2 separate regions of the Sus scrofa genome follow, and region 2 is linked to region 1. Evidence: chromatin contacts called from public HiChIP or PLAC-seq data. All regions are on one chromosome and are shown on one strand. Each heading gives the region's core, a stretch centred on a gene start, on an enhancer-like site or on the middle of the called end of the contact. The rest is flanking DNA. Distances are from core to core; before and after follow the strand shown.

Region 1 (3,489 bases), core at 510-3,009:
AATTCTTAAGAAGTACTTACTGGAGTTCCCTTCATGGCTCTATGGTTAATGAACCCGATTAGGATCCTTGAGGATGCAGGTTCAATTCCTGGTCTCGCTCAGTGGATTAAGGATCCGGCTTTGCCGTGAGCTGTGGTGTAGGTCATATACTCGGTTCAGATCCTGCGTTGCTGTGACTCTGATGTAGGCTGGCAGCTGTAGCTCCGATTCGACCCCTAGCCTGGGAACCTCCATATGCTGTGAGTGTGGCCCTTAAAAAGAAAAAAAAAAAAAGAAGTACTTACTTATTTGAATACTGTACACTCTGTTATAGTCACCCGAGTCTAGGTACTTGCAAAGGATTTTCATTTATTAATGTTCTTAGGAACAGTGAAAAATCATGAATGCTTTTTAATATAACTACTAGAATCTTGCTTTAATATTCAAGTTTCATGTACAGATGTCCTCGTCTTCAATGTGGAACCAACTTCTGTGATTTACAGTTAACACAAACTTGTCACAGGAGTTTTTGTTTGTTACCCCAATGCAGTTCTGGAAATCCAAAATACTGTTTCCCCAGAGCAATTTTCCTAAGAATCTTGCTCCATTATAGCCACTAGATGGTGATAATGCAAAGGTCCAAGTTTTCTTGTGATACATTCTAAAGACAACCAGCAAGTCAGAGGCAACAGTGGTCAGAAATGTTTGGCACTATTAACATGAGTCGACAGGCTAAATGACGGGGTGAAAGCACGTTCTCCCTGTGCACACAAGACACCCTCTGTGTGGCAGGCATACTGGTGCAGTGCCTCTCAAGCTGTCTGGGTAAAATAGTGGATTTTTATTTTCAGATTGTGTTTTAGTGCCTGTAGTTTTGAAGAAGAAAATAAAAATAAACTCCTAGACAAAATAAAAGCAAAGACAAGGCACAAGCCCCAGTATTTTTTTATTAGATTCAACAGAAACAAAATTAGTCTCAAATTGCTTTAGAAGTACTTGTCTCCTCACAGACCAGTAACATAAGGTATTCGTAACATGTGGTCCAGGCACTGGTCTGAGGACCACAAAACTCTGAGCAGCGCTGAAACGCCTACATGATAATGCATCCCATTCAGTCAGCAGAACCCGACAAAATGTGGCTCCGTTCCCACTAGCTTTTAGCTGGGTAGCTGAGGAAAGGCTGCACAATCTATCTAAGCCTCAGTTCACTCATTTGAATCAGGTAAGTAAGGTCTATGCTTAGGCCTTTTTTGAGAGTTCAATGATAAAGTACTCGCCTCTTAGGAAGCACCCAAATGTGGGTAGAAACAGTAGAAGTGGTACATGTACATATTAAATACAGGCTTTTTCCTCTGATCTCCGCATCATCATTTTACTGACTGGTATTTTTTTCATGAAACAATGCGTTGAGGTGATCAGTAAACACTCGACCTTGAAGCCTTGTTTGATGGTCTGAACAGAAGCACAGCTACTTAGAAATCCTCAGTAAGAACGTGCCCTCTCTCTAGGAAGTGTACTCTCTCCCACTGTGGGCAGCTCGAGTGGGCGTCAGGAGGACTGCGTGAAGCAGTGGAGGAGGACGGGGCGCCCGTTCAGCCAGACGTATCTGCAGTCACCTACTTCCACGTCCCGTCTAAAGAGCTGCAGCGGCACTGTCCGCCCGCTCAAAGTCTAGGTCATCATTACAAAACCAGGGAGGGTTGGCACATAAACCACCTTAGGCAAGATCAAAACTGGCAGTTTTTTTCTTTGATTAATCACTGTTACCATTTATTGTGACATTATGAGGCCAAACTACAATGGCTTCAATCTTTACAACAATCCTAACAGGTGAGTCATTTTCGAGATAAGAACTAGGCTAAGGTTCAGAAATGTTAAGTTGCTTAAATCACAACATGCCAGTTACCAGCTAGGTCTAAAATGCTAGCCAGAAACCTATACTCTTTATCACTGTATTCACCACATCTGGCAGCATAACCACTCCAGCTATGATGTCCAAACTACTCTTTAAGGATACATTCCTGCTGTATAGCACTGGGAACTATATGTAGTCACTTATGATGGAGAATAATGTGAGAAAAAATGTACTCGGATGTGTGACTGGGTCACTTTGCTGTACAGTAGAAAAGTGACAAAACCCTATAAGCCAGCTATAATGGAAAAAATAAAAGTCACTTAAAAAAGTGTACAGAACAAAATTAAACTATTAGACCTGGTGCCAAAATTTACAAAGCCTGTAAAGTCAACTAAAACTACCAAAAAGTACCAAAATAAGAAAGCGTAACTACCATACCGGAAAAAAGTAGCTCCCACCATGAAAATGTCACTGATAGTAATTTAAAAGCCCTGGAACACCCTATCTATAATTTTAAATTGAGTCCAAACATCTTATATACCCGGTATGAACTATAATGCTCCATAATAACAAAGGCTGAAGATTGAAATCAAGAATCAAGATCACCTAATGGACTCACTTTGGCCAAAACAGAAGAGTTTTAAGCTTCCTTCCAAAAAAAATTCCTGAGAGGTTATTATGTGGTAACTCTGCCCATGTGTATTTTACCTCTCTGCCTCAAAGAAGAGAGGCCTAAGAAATCCACACATGTAAAACCACTCCATGGTAGAAAAAAAGCAGTAAAGGTTTTATAAACCAAAGTATGTTTTGTTTCTTTGAGGTAAAGGGATTTCTTCGTATGTTATTTTAATAAAAGGAAATTTCATAGGTAAAAACCAGTATTCAAAATTATAAAACAAATAAAACTGTCTATGTATAATCACTGCATCAAAAATTTGCAAGAGACTCAACAGAAACTCTTTGGTTGACAAATGTGGTTTAAAAGGGTAATAAAATCTTTTTATGGCTAAAGCAAGAGTCTTGTTTCCTGTTGGCCCAAAAACAGATGTTTCATTTCCCAAATAAGTAGGTTCTCCACTGTAAAGAAATATTCTTGTATAGTTGGTTTCTGTCTTCTTGAATTCGGCCCCAAGTTCAGCCAACTTCTCGTATGTCCTTAATACAAATTTGGAACAGTCGTAGGATTCAAACCATGTCTCTGCCCCCTTTTCTGGGCTGGCTTGAACAGTCCATGTCTCATAATAAATCCCTGTTTCATTGTCCTGTTTTACCCACTGTGCCATTTTGTTAAACATGTTTCCTAGTTGAAAAAACAAAAAACACTATATGAACATCAAAGCTAATCATGTTCGAGTGATATGTTCTAACCAGATTAAGGCCATGAGTACATGAATAAATCATAGCTTCTGAATTTCCAAACCTGCATCTCACAATAGGAATCCAAGTTGAGCCAATTTTTTTTCCATTTTTCAAGGCCCAAAGTATTTCTGAACTGTAAACACTGGATATGATAGGAGTATAAAGAGAAGTCTTACATACTAATTGTATAATCATTTAAGTTATAGTCAAAAGCTAAGTTATGCAGAAACCCTCTTTCTCTACCCCACTCAACAAATCTTGGATTTAGAGGCAACAGAGAAAAGGAAGCATGGGGA
Region 2 (3,568 bases), core at 817-3,316, 440 kb before region 1:
TCCTCCTAAGGAGTCCTGTCCTTCAACACTATGTGTTTCCTTGGTCTCAAGAACTGCAACTAAGCACATAGGCTACTCATCACAAAGGCTTCTCACCCAGCAGAAGTCTTTTTTTTTTTTTCTTTGTTTTTTTAGGACCATGCCAGCAGCATATGGTGGTTCCCAGGCTAGGGGTCGAATCGGAGCTATAGCTGCCAGCCTACACCACAGCCACAGCAACTTGGGATCTGAACTGAGTCTGTGACCCACAGCTCATGGGAATGCTGGATTCTTAACCCACAGAGCGAGGCCAGGGATCAAACCTGCATCCCCGTGGATGCTAGTCAGATTCATTTCCACTGGGCCAGGGAACTCCCAGAAGTCTTATTTTAAATTTGATAATAGCCACTTCCCTCGAAGTCCTGTCCTCATGAATGTAACACTCAAAGAGTCAGGCAAATAGCATCGTGGCATGCAGAGATCAAATCCTGTGTTAGAACGTTCTCTCTACTGGCTTGAAAATAAGATCACAGAGGAAGAGTGAATCTTATTATGTCACTTGCTGTTCTGGTGTTTTTTTGTTTTTTTTTTCCCCTATCTATCATGTTCAATTTTGGAATATCCAACAAACATCCCAAAGGTATGCCCGGCTTCCGTAAAGTTAATATCTTCCTGCTTACAAAGATGTTCTTTTGTCCTTGGAAAGTAATCTAATAGAATTTCTCTGTATTATGAACAGCTCTGCCAAGGGTATATTTTTAGTTTCCTTTAGAGACTTCAGTATATATCTACACCAGAACCACCAAATTCTTAAGTAGATTTATGTGTGTTGGGGGTGGGGGAGTGGAGTGGGGGGGGTGATACTCTTTTCAAAAAGATACAAACTGTGTAAATGCTGCTGCCATACCTAATGTTATGCTGATCTAAGACATACCAGTTTATGGACAATTCACTTTGGAAAATAATTTCTATAATATATGGTTTTATCATCCTTTCAGCATTAGGGTAGCAATAGCACATGTGGCCTGAAGTGGACTCTCCAAGCCCTGAGAAAAGGTTTATTAGTGCAATAGGGTTGTTGAGGTGGGCCGTGTGTCTAAAGGCGTGTATATGGTCATCTTTTTGATGACCACAAGCACAAGAGAGGCTATTTTAAAACCACAACTGGGAAAGATAAAAACATGGATTGTGATCATTGTGGCTGTTGCCTGTCATTTTAGATATATTCTTGTGTTGGTTGTCACTAGCAACCAGAAAACCAAGCTAAGAAATTTTAATCCAATAAGTACTTTATCTCTCTGATCATATAATATGTTACACTGAAAAGTGGGCAAATTCAGCAGAAATCAATATTCTGAGATATGAGTTCTTTGGCTAGAACTTTAAAAAATCCCCAAAACAACCATCATCAATCATAAAGGTTAGGTTAATGGAGTCATAAAAAAATAACCTCCAGTGAGTTCATGAGCATCTTTCTACTCTGCAGCCTGTGGAACAGTGAGATTTCTTCTCTAGCCCTCATGAACAGAGGCAGAGATCAAATTAAACATCCAGTATTTGAATGAGAAATTGATCTGAGCTCTAGCAATGCTGATTAAAATCCTGAGGGCTTTGATTATTAAAATGGAAAGTGCTTTTAAGAAAGCAATACATTTTTTTTTTTTTTTTGAGCCACACCATGGAAGTTACCATGCCAGGGGTCAAATCAGAGCTATAGCCATCCCTAGGCCACGGCCACAGAAACGTGGGATTTAGCCGCATCTGCGACCCACACCACAGCTCATAGCAACACCAGACCCTTAACCCACCGAGGAGGCCAGGGATCGAACCAGCATCCTCATGGATCCTAGTTGGGTTTGTTAACCACTGAGCCATGAAGGGAACTCTGCAATAGAAAATCATAATAGCACAAAAATATTATACCTGAAGCTACTCTTAAATGAGCATTTATTATGCCAGGTTCTGTGCTAGATGTTAACATATCATAACTTCATACGTCTGCAGATGATCTTTTTCTTTAATATATGGGGAAACAGAAGCTCCAAGAGGTTAAGTAATATGCCTAAAGTTGCTGGAGGTCAGAAGTGACGAAGGAGCGTAAGGTTGGTTTTGTGCAATTTCAAAGGCCCTCCTCTTTCTGCTCTGCCACACTGGCTCTCTGAAAATGCAGAACGCTATTAGTTATTTGCAGTGCAGGTATACAGTGCTGTAGGTCAAGGAGGTAAGAAAACAGAGGACCCCCTGTGTTCCAGGCACTTTCCATACCTAAACTCCTCTAGAGCACACTGCAACCTTGTGGAGCAGGAACACTGACATTCAAACCCCTCAAGGTCATAATCAGGATGACAGCAATATTAGGTGACATAGCTAGTATTTGACACCAGGTTTTTCTGACTCAAAAGGATGTTCTTTCTGCTCTACCATCCTGCCTCCCACCAAGTGGAATCTTTAGATAATGTTGGTGTTTATGGATTGAACAAAACTCATCTTAGATGAGAATTTTTTTTTTTTTTTGCTCTTTTTAGGGCTGCACCTGTGGCATATGGAAGTCCCAGGTTAAGAGTCTAATCAGAGCCATAGCCACTGGCCTACGCCATAGCCACAACTACGCTAGATCCAAGCCACATCTGCGACCTACACCACAGCTCATAGAAATGCTGGATCCTTAACCTGCTGAGTGAGGCCAGCGATTGAACCCACATTCTCATGGATACTAGCAGCTTCATTACCACTGAACCACAAAGGGAACTCTTGAGAAGTTTTTAAACTGAATATAGTTATGTTTCAGAAGATAATACTTGACCATAGCCAAAGCCATATATATCACAATAGCTATATGACAAGATTCTCCTATATTTTCTAGTTTTCTTTTCTTTTTTTTTATTTTCTAGTTTTCATGAGAACCCACAAATCTCATTTAAAATATTTATTTTTTTCTTATTCTACTTGCATGGAGAAAAAGAAAGAAAAGGAGCAAAAGAATTTTATACTCAAATAGCATAGGAATTAAATGCTATTGCTCATGTGTAACCTTTTAAAATTTTGATTGGGTTTTATGAAAGTGACTTAAGAAAAAAAAAGCTAAGTAAAATATCCAAATTCAAATGGAAATTAACAGCAAAAATGTATTGATCAAAGGGCCATTTCCAATAGACTAAATCGTAACTTATATTCTTACAAATGTGAGAGGCATTTGCAAATTTCAACATGTGAAACTGAAGCAAGGGCAGGTTGCCCTCTCTTCCAGAGGTGTTCTCCTAGAGCCCCTACTAAAACCAAACCCAGGAGTTCCCATCATAGCTCAGCAGTAATGAACGTGACTAGGATCCATGAGGATGTGGGTTTGATCCCTGACCTTGCTCAGTGGATTTAGGATCTGGTGTTGCTGTGAGCTGTAGTGTAGGTCACAGACAGGCTTAGATCTGGTGTTGCTGTCCCTGGGGTGTAGGCCAGTGGCTATAGCTCCCATTTGACCCCTAGCCTGGGAACCTCCGTATGCCGCAGGTGTGGCCCTAACGTCTTTACATAGGTTTGCATGTTGTCGCGAACCAGCGAAGGTAATGGTGGTGAAAAATCGAGAAAAGGTTCT

The links. HiChIP or PLAC-seq counts read pairs in DNA pulled down with a chosen protein or histone mark.
Region 2: an H3K27ac HiChIP or PLAC-seq map of alveolar macrophages shows a contact between it and region 1. The contact joins two enhancer-like sites. A contact is called at or near these places in 1 of 47 Hi-C or Micro-C datasets (skeletal muscle) and 1 of 2 datasets of contacts at active chromatin or transcription factors (alveolar macrophages).

Annotation. Positions count from the first base shown.
Region 1 is chr11:49,125,826-49,129,314 of Sscrofa11.1, reverse strand. It overlaps CLN5 (ceroid-lipofuscinosis neuronal protein 5), which reads right to left. Exons shown (of 4, transcript XM_005668472.2): 4 at 890-3,134. The coding sequence ends at 2,623. Among named protein-coding and RNA genes, the nearest start is that of CLN5, 22 kb to the right of the region's middle. Within about 2 kb of position 1,759, at least 11 of the 83 cell types and tissues checked have an H3K27ac peak or open chromatin away from gene starts, as enhancers often do. A contact at or near this core is called in alveolar macrophages, where this site is marked.
Region 2 is chr11:49,570,224-49,573,791 of Sscrofa11.1, reverse strand. No RefSeq gene overlaps it. Among named protein-coding and RNA genes, the nearest start is that of SCEL, 80 kb to the left of the region's middle. Within about 2 kb of position 2,066, at least 1 of the 83 cell types and tissues checked has an H3K27ac peak or open chromatin away from gene starts, as enhancers often do. A contact at or near this core is called in alveolar macrophages, where this site is marked.